Linked DNA regions of Mus musculus: regions 1 and 2 are each linked to region 3. The links are chromatin contacts, called in public HiChIP or PLAC-seq and promoter capture Hi-C maps. All regions are on one chromosome and are shown on one strand. The core of a region is the stretch at or near the end of the contact, and the rest is flanking DNA. Distances in the headings are between cores, read along the strand shown. Region 1 overlaps Itsn1 (intersectin 1 (SH3 domain protein 1A)). Region 2 overlaps Itsn1 (intersectin 1 (SH3 domain protein 1A)). Region 3 overlaps Itsn1 (intersectin 1 (SH3 domain protein 1A)).

Region 1 (2,700 bases), core at 41-2,540, 100 kb before region 3:
CATCTGAAGGGCAGCAGGTGCTCCTAACTGCTGGGCCATCTCTCTAAAAGTAACTTAAGGCTGAGGACAGGAAAGGCGGGCCCTCGGGTCATGTGCGGTCAAGGGCGCTGGCTTTGCTTTACAATTTGGTCACTGTTACTGACACTGATACTGGTGCAAGCACGCTTCCCAGTCAACTCCCTCCACTGTCTGCTTCTTCCCTTCGCCAGGCAGTGCCAGCTATTTATAAACTGCTGTGTTCTTCTGCTTGGATTCACTTTGGTGCTGCTCTGAACTCCTGGTTCATGCTTTCTGATGGCGTCATACCACACGCAACTGCTGGGCACTGGAAATGGCGGCTGCTATCCTCCTAAGCACTGAGTAGGTTGGTGGCCAGGCTCGCGACCTCCACCTTAGGACTAAAGTCAGGTGGGAGAGAGTCAGGAGTGTCTCTCAAACAACAAAGCACTGCTGAGTCTGATGAAAAACGGGGCTATGCGTGTAGAGTGCCTCGAATTTAATGCAGGATCTGTAGCTGTAACTGTACAAGGTGGGCAAGTTTAACTTCTGGATGCTGCAGTTTCTTTGTCTATAACATGCCTGTCTTTGTATGGATACATCTTTGTTGTTTTGTTTTCCAGACAGGATCTCTGTGTAGCCATGGCCGTCCTGGAACTCCCTCTGTAGACCAGGCTACCATGGAACTCAAGAAATCTGCCTGCCACTGCCTCCCAAATGCTGGGATTAAGATGTGTGTCACCACTCCTGGCTTCTGATAAGTCTTTGTAATCTGCCGGGCACAAATAAAAGTTTAAAACCACAATTTTATAAAAATCCAACTCTGACTAATACGGTGTTCTCACATCTAGACATTGGTTCTGGTACCTCATTTTAACCTAGTTTACTCTAAACAAGCTTTGGTTCTCTGCTCCGGATGCCTGTCACTTCTGGTTAATCTTGCCAGGGTCATCTCCTGTAGGAACCCATTTAGTATCTGATTACTGCTTTTCTGGAACATTCACTGCCTCAAATGATAACTGCTTGGTATTGCCACGACCTAGGATCTACTGTTATCTCTTTGCCTGGCTAATGAGACTCTGGGCAGACATAAGGAACCAGATCAGAAATCTCGAAGCAATGTCTGACCACACATCTCAAGGAGAGGTCTAGCCCCACCCCACCCAGCCTGCCAGCAGCAAGGACAGAAGTCACAGTGCACCTCCAAGTAGCGTCAAGAGCTAGAGGAGGGGCCCTGAGCTCAGATCCAGCGTCTCCAACAAGAGCTCCCATCTCCAAGGCAACGATGAAATCATCATGGGCTTCACTTTTAGCGGAGGAAACTTACTGCCCTCAGCAACGGCCCAGACATGGTCTCAGGAATGTGAACTTACTCTTGTGGGGTTAGCTCATTTTAACGACTATGATTAAGGACCACAGCAGGCAGCAGGAATTCATTCTTAACACTTAACCACTTGGAAAACAGAGCGTCAACATGAACACGAGACATTTCTTCTTGAGTTTGGAAAACTTTGCCAAAAATGCCAATCTAATTTTGGAAAAAATGTAAGTGTACAACAGGCTGAGTAGGTTAAGCACATACACTCTGTAACACGGCAAGCTATGACGGACTTTCAGACAGAGCATGCTCACCCACTGTGGCTTTTATGAGGGAGTCTCAGGCTTTTTAATGAACAAGCTTAGTCTTAGTTTAATTATCTAACTAGGTCTGTCCCATCAATCCCAGTTTCTCTGGGAGCAATTCTGATACAACATCATGGAATTGAAGCCCAGACCCTAGATTCTGTTGAGCTGGTTTACAAAACAGTACTAACTACACACTGAGTATCGTGCCTGCTGGGCGTGAAAGTCAGATGTGCAGAGCGGTCAGTTCAGATTGAAATCAGCTTGGTTAAAGCTTGGGTTCTAACAGGTCTATGGGCACTGACCGCCATTTCACTAGGAAGCTCTGGCTTTTCTTAAATTTCCAACTTGGTTCCCGGGGAGGTGCTATTACATTTGGCTCTTTAATGACCTCGACTGACATTCCTGTCATTCCCATGCACTACCGTCTTCTTCATCAGGGTGACATTACTGAGGGATGGAAGAGCCTTTAGGAGATGAAGCCCAGCGAGAGAGCTTTAGGCTTGGGGTATGATTTGAAGGCAGACTATGGGACTCTGGGTCCATTCTTCACCCTCTCCTACCCTGGGGTACATTATCCAGCCATCTCTTCAAACTCTTACTTTTTCCGAGACAGGGTTTCTCTGTGTAGCCCTGGCTGTCCTGGAACTCACTCTGTAGACCAGGCTGGCCTCCAACTCAGAAATCCGTCTGCCTCTGCCTCCCAACTGCTGGGATTAAAGGCGTGCGCCACCACTGCCTGGCTCTTATTATTATTTTTTTTAAACTTAAAAAATGTTGTGTGTCTACTTGAGCACAGGCATGCATGCACTCGTGTCCTTGGAGGCTAGGAGATGGTATCAGATCAGTTACAGGTGCTAAGAATTGCCTCTTTACCACTGAATTTGGGTCTTCTGGAAGAGGAGGGAGTGCTCTTAACTACTGAGCGGTTTCTCCGAGCCCTTAACTTCCATTTCTTCAATCGGCTTACAATAACTGGCAGCTTTCCATGCATCCTTCATCTGGGTAACCCTCATCATGCGGACCCCTCACCTTTCCCACCCTACGCCCCGATCCCTGACAACCCTTCACTGCCATCAC
Region 2 (2,812 bases), core at 30-2,529, 120 kb before region 3:
TGTTCCTGAAACACTTGATCACCAGGCTCTTACGTCACAGTTCTTTAAAAAATATATATGTCTGTCTTACTATTTACGTGTATAGAATATGTATGTGGGTGCACAGAGGTCAAGAGAGGTCACCAGATCCCCCAGAGCTGAAGTTACAGCTGGTGTAAGCTGCCTGATATGGGCACTGAAAGCCTACCTCAGGTCTTAATTAATGAGCTATCTCTCCAGCCCCCTAATCATGGGTCCCAGTCTGTTGACAAAGCGTGGATGCTGTGCCTTTACTAAGTAGCATCCATTTGCCTCCACGGGTGATGGTCATTTTAATCACCTGATGAGGTGGTACCCTAGTTCTCAACTCTGTTATCACTGTATCCTTGCAAATAACAAGCATTTCTAGGGAGCCACGCAACACCATACACTTGTTCTTGTCCTTACATAAAACTCCCCTTAGATATATCCCACGGCCAGCCTAACTTGCTACCATGATGATACACAGACTCTCTTCTGCAGCATCTTTGTGTCTGGAAGTGAGAACTAAAGGAGGTGTCAGAACCGTGAATGAGTGATGTGATTTCGGTACACACAGCAACTGAAAACAACATCATGACCGACGTAGGCTGCATGAAAGACACCTGCCATGTCAGCATGTCCCAAACACCTCCAACGAAGCGCTGATTCCGTTTGCCAGGCCATGGCGCATGAGGAGGTCTCTATGCAGCCCCTACTCAGCAAATTCTGTCTCCAGCACTCCCTATCTGAGCTTGTCGGACAACTGGATACACGTTCAGCGGGTCCGCAGCTCTCAGAACTAAGCTCGTAAGACACAGGCGCCCCTCATCAGGCTCAGGGTTCAGATAAGGAGGGTTCTTTGTACTGTGCAGTGCAATGCTGTTCCTTGAGGCTTTGCGTGTTCATGCTTAGACAGAGAACTTTAAATGAACGTAGAGACACTAACTTGCAGTTCTCCTTCCCACCATCCACCTGGGTTCTTTTTCCGGATCAGAATCAGCTGCCCAGGAGCCAGGGTGAGTTGTTCGGGACCAGTAGCAGCGTAGGAAGCAATAACCTGGGCAATTTCTGAAAAACAGGATCAAACGTTGCAGTGTGCTGTCAGTGAAGAGAAGAGATCCTAGGACACACTATTGTTCAGGATCAGACACCAACGTCATGGAACTCTGCAGACTGGCTGCTTCCCACTCTGACCCCTGCTCTTGCCCCTCCCTGGGAGCCACAGTGCAGATGCTCTGTTTGTCTCTGTCTAGCTCAGACTTGTGCGGCCCTCACTGTCCTGTGACTCAGCAGCTCCCCGCCATCCTGCCTGCCCCCATGCGTCCTGTCAAAGAACCTCCCACAGTTACTATGTGCCCGGATGAAGGGCCAGGACCCCGCTCCCATCTCCATAAATCTGAGGGACGCCTCCTTCTGCCTGAAAACTAATGGGAGAAATGAGGTTTTCCTCAGAAACCCATAGGAGCCTGGCTACAGCTCACTTACACACACGGCTTAGGACCGTCTCCCACTAACATAGCCAAATCAGCCAGGCCTCCTATTCTGGGAGTGATCCACGAATTTCTGGTTTGAAACACAGAACCATGAGTTTAACTTATTTCAAGTTACAAGAGGAACACAGAGCTATGAGAACTTTAGGTGAAAACAGTAATTCAGCACAGAGATAAAAAACGTAAATAGTTGTGTGGTTTGCCTGACTCTGAAAGCCCCTACAGGAGACTCCCAGCAAGGCCACAGCCCAAAGTCTGGGGCAGCTCAGGCCAGGGGGGCGGGGGGGGGGGGGAGCGATCCAGAACTGTTCTCCACACTCATTCCCATCTCAGTGAACCCGAAAGGACAGAAAGGAAGGAAGGATGGCAAGAAAGAAGTATGAAGTACAAAGAGATGGGAAGAAGGGGTGGGGGTGGGGGCCCCACATTCCAACACTGCCTACAGAGTGAAGGGCAGAAGTAAGAGGCAGTTCCTTTAAGCAGCCCTATCACGCTGTCCTGAAATCTGAGGCTGGCCACCACAACAGGAGGAGGAGAAGCAGCCTGCCTGCCTGTGCTTCAGAAAGCCCAGAAAGGCAAAAAGCCCGGAGGCCGGCTCCCAGCTAGTCTGTGTCTAGCCAAGAGCCCAAGCAGGGAATGTGTAGGGAGGGACGCTCCTCTGGCATGCTAAGGACAAGTTCTAGATTTCAAGTTTTTGGTTTGGAGAAAGTCCCAATTAGTGTCCTATTTGGCACCAGCTGTTTTTGCTCCTCAAAGGACCTGGCATACTAGCTGGAGATTTGTTCTGGCATTTTGAAAGGGCTCTGTGTCTCCAAACAGCTTGCGAGTTTCAAGGTAAAGTGAGGCCCATCTGAGGGCTGTAAGTGAACTATCTGGACCCTCTGGAATGGCGCCTGTTCAAGTACAGACAACATCCAGCAATAGCAGAGGCCCAGCTTTGTGCTCTGACTAAAATCCCCTTTCCTGGCTGTGTGAGCCCAACTAGAGCTGAGCACAGCCTCTCAGCAGAGCAGTGCCCCTTCTAACCTATAATTTCCTAAGGTCAACTTTGGCCAGGAAGACAGGCCACACCAACCGTATCATTGCACAGCTGCCTCCTTCTCTTTTTTATGCCACTATTAATAGAATGTGTGATTTTGTTTAAATAAACTGAAAATTCTAGACTCTGAAGCACGATTATCATTTGGTACCTTCACTGTTTGCCTGGGAAAGCCCGATTTTCAAGTAATGAGACCGATCACCTGATGCTGTCACCTTGCCTCTGACCTCCACTGCTATGTCATTGGAGCTCTATGTGCTAACAGGCGCCAGCAAGGACTTTC
Region 3 (2,953 bases), core at 322-2,821:
TAATCCTAGCACTTGGGAGGCAGAGGGAAGGCAGATTTCTGAGTTCGAGGCCAGCCTGGTCTACAGAGTGAGTTCCAGGACAGCCAGGGCTATACAGAGAAACCCTGTCTCGAAAAACCAAAAAAAAAAAAAAAAGTTTATCTTTTTAATACTGCCCCTCCTACAATCTTTTCTCTTCTTTCTGGTTGGTAGCAAAACGCCTAAGAAGGCTCAAATGGGATAAATGCCTGATTCGAATACTTACAGAGTTTGGAGAAAGCTGTGAAAATGTGTCTCATTTCAAGGGGTCAGAAAGCCGTGCACAAGGGCACTCTTCAGCGGGAAAGTCCAACCAGCAAACAGGACCAGAAGCACCAGAGCACGAGGTCTGACTGACGCCTATAGCTCACCCTCACTTCTCAGCCAACCCCTAGGGCTGACTAGCTAGCTAGGGCCCCTGCCCAGCCCAACCCCTTCCCCAACCTCTCAGTGCAGTACTACGATGAGGTAAGGGGTAGGCTTTGCAAGTAGAAATGCCACGCAAACATTGCCCGAGAGCTGCATTAGGCAATGTTTGTAAGAAAAAACACACACCCTAGTGCTAACAGGGCAGACATTGTGAGTCCAAAGGCCATATGTGCCACCTACCAGCCTCTACAGTGAGGTTGAGCTACTCAACTATATTATACTCTGGATATAAAATGAAAGTGACAGTACCTGTTCTGCCATTTGGGGGACAACTACCCGCAGAATTATCTAGAATACTGCCTAGGCATGAGAAATAGTAAATATTAGTTGTCACTGTCATATTTAAAATATATTACACACTTTAAAAGTTTGAGGGGCTAAGTATGGCAAAGTTAATGTAAAATGTGTTCTTGCCTAAACAAGAAATGATGATGTCCTGAAAAGAACACTGGGTTACAAACCTAGTCACTCCTGAGCAGTAACAAAGTCATCTGGCTCTGTTTGCATAGACTGGAGATCCCAAAGAGCACACACACACACACACACACACAGACACACACACACACACACACACACACACACACACACAGACACACACAGACACACACATACACACACACACACACACACACACAGACACACACATATACACACACACACACACACACATATACACACACACACACACATACACACACACACACACATATATACACAGACACACACACACACACACACAGACACACACACACACAGACACACACACACACACACAGACACACACACACACACACACACACAGACACACACAGACACACACAGACACACAGATACACACACACACAGACACACACACACACACAGACACACACACACACACACACACACAGACACACACACACACACAGACACACACACAGACACAGACACAGACACACACACACACACACACACACACACACACACACAGACACACACACACACGCACACACACACACACCAGCACCTAAACCACTGGCCACAAAGGGACGGAGTTGTTACTTTTTGGAGAGCTGCCAGTGTACTGGGTGAAGGGGAGTAGCAGCAAGCACTGTTATGTATAGAGCAAGGCGAGCCCGCAGGCTGCTTCCGGCTAGCCCCTGGGGACCAGTCTGCATTGCTATGATGTTGTTGCACTAAAAGCAGATGTCAAAACCTTCACAGCCTGCTTTCTTTTCTCACCTTTTCTAGGGGTTATAAGACAAGAATGATGAAATATTTCATTGAACTGAAAAGATTTCCTAAAATGACCCAAACTAAGGTTAAAGTAAGTTATTTTAGGAAACTCAGCGCTACAGTAAGCTAGGAATAAGCATCATGTTACACTCCTGTCCTTTATTGAATAACGATGTAGCACACATAAAACTCACCACTCTAGCTCAGTGACATTTAATACGTGCACCAATGATGTGCAACAATCACTTCCAGAACCTGGAAGGGAGCCCCAACACAGTGCCGCTGTGAACGCTCACTTTCATGTGAACACCTGCTTTCTATTTTGCTGCCTGTGTGCGTAGGAATGAATTTGCAGGGCCATATGATAACTCCGTATTTAACTACTGACAAGCAAGCGCTTGCTTTCTGCTTGCTTTGTCGAACACTGACACTCCCACCAACAGCCTGTGAGGTGAGGACTCTGCTTGGCTAGCATCCAGGCCAGCACTTGGCACCTTCCTTTTGTTATTTAAACAGTAGCCATCCTAGTGAGAAGTGCAATCTTGTTTCCATCATGTAGAGCATCTTTCACGAGTTTGTTGTCCATTTGTTTATTTTCTTTGGAAAAATGCCTATTCATACCTCTCCCCACTTTTTAACTTAGCTGTTTATCCTTTTAATGTTGACTTGCAAGCACTGTGTCCAGTATTTTCTGAGTCAGTGGACCGCTTGAAGCCTATCATGCAGCTAGCTGGCCCTCTTCTTTCTTCCAAGCTTAAAGGAAAAGGCAGTTCTTCCAGATAACGAACAACTGAGGAGCAATGTGAGGCCTGATAATCTACCTGCAAGTAAGAAATACACAATACCTCCCATTTTTGTCTTAAAGCCCACACTCCAGGCATGTATTAAGGTGATGGTGAGACTGTCATTTCCTATGCAGAGGCTCTGTGCTAACTGCCTGACCACCCTTACAACAGCATGACCAGAACGCCATCAGTCCTGTTGGTGAGGCAGGGACACCGCACAGTTAAACATGCCAAGGCTGCAAAGAAGCTGCAGTTTCTTCCCTCTGCCACCTCTCACACCTTTTGAGCTTGAAATGGTAACATGCCTTGCCCCATCACTTGAAATTAGGTCTGTGTGGGAAAATACCAATAGCCATACTGCTGACTGTACAAGTCTTTTAAGTAAACTGTTGGTTCTAGAAGTTGTTCTGTTAGATAGATAGATAGATAGATAGATAGATAGATAGATAGATAGATAGATAGATGGATGATCGATCTCCCTCTCTCTCTCTCTCTTACACACACAC

The links. HiChIP or PLAC-seq counts read pairs in DNA pulled down with a chosen protein or histone mark. Capture Hi-C pulls out chosen DNA fragments and counts their contacts.
Region 1: a contact with region 3 is called in an H3K27ac HiChIP or PLAC-seq map of embryonic fibroblasts, with 2.9 times the contacts expected there. The contact joins two enhancer-like sites. A contact is called at or near these places in 10 of 39 promoter capture datasets (the 3T3-L1 cell line, 3T3-L1-derived adipocytes, the HPC-7 cell line and 6 more), 6 of 484 Hi-C or Micro-C datasets (CD4 T cells, bone marrow-derived macrophages, liver and 3 more), 15 of 115 datasets of contacts at active chromatin or transcription factors (astrocytes, bone marrow-derived macrophages, craniofacial prominence and 11 more) and 4 of 9 other capture datasets (adipose tissue, embryonic stem cells, liver and 1 more).
Region 2: a promoter capture Hi-C map of liver shows a contact between it and region 3. The contact joins two enhancer-like sites. A contact is called at or near these places in 9 of 39 promoter capture datasets (the 3T3-L1 cell line, 3T3-L1-derived adipocytes, embryonic stem cells and 4 more), 5 of 484 Hi-C or Micro-C datasets (B cells, LSK cells, bone marrow-derived macrophages and 2 more), 11 of 115 datasets of contacts at active chromatin or transcription factors (astrocytes, bone marrow-derived macrophages, craniofacial prominence and 6 more) and 4 of 9 other capture datasets (adipose tissue, embryonic stem cells, liver and 1 more).

Annotation. Positions count from the first base shown.
Region 1 is chr16:91,845,176-91,847,875 of GRCm38.p6, reverse strand. The region is part of intron 19 of Itsn1 (intersectin 1 (SH3 domain protein 1A)); the gene reads right to left. Among named protein-coding and RNA genes, the nearest start is that of Gm52262, 58 kb to the left of the region's middle. Within about 2 kb of position 1,290, at least 79 of the 459 cell types and tissues checked have an H3K27ac peak or open chromatin away from gene starts, as enhancers often do. A contact at or near this core is called in embryonic fibroblasts, embryonic limb bud and liver, where this site is marked.
Region 2 is chr16:91,861,513-91,864,324 of GRCm38.p6, reverse strand. Itsn1 (intersectin 1 (SH3 domain protein 1A)) reads right to left here. Exons shown (of 39, transcript NM_010587.2): 26 at 947-1,068. Among named protein-coding and RNA genes, the nearest start is that of Gm52262, 41 kb to the left of the region's middle. Within about 2 kb of position 1,279, at least 121 of the 459 cell types and tissues checked have an H3K27ac peak or open chromatin away from gene starts, as enhancers often do. A contact at or near this core is called in liver, where this site is marked.
Region 3 is chr16:91,745,344-91,748,296 of GRCm38.p6, reverse strand. The region is part of intron 1 of Itsn1 (intersectin 1 (SH3 domain protein 1A)); the gene reads right to left. Among named protein-coding and RNA genes, the nearest start is that of Itsn1, 17 kb to the right of the region's middle. Within about 2 kb of position 1,571, at least 102 of the 459 cell types and tissues checked have an H3K27ac peak or open chromatin away from gene starts, as enhancers often do. A contact at or near this core is called in embryonic fibroblasts, embryonic limb bud and liver, where this site is marked.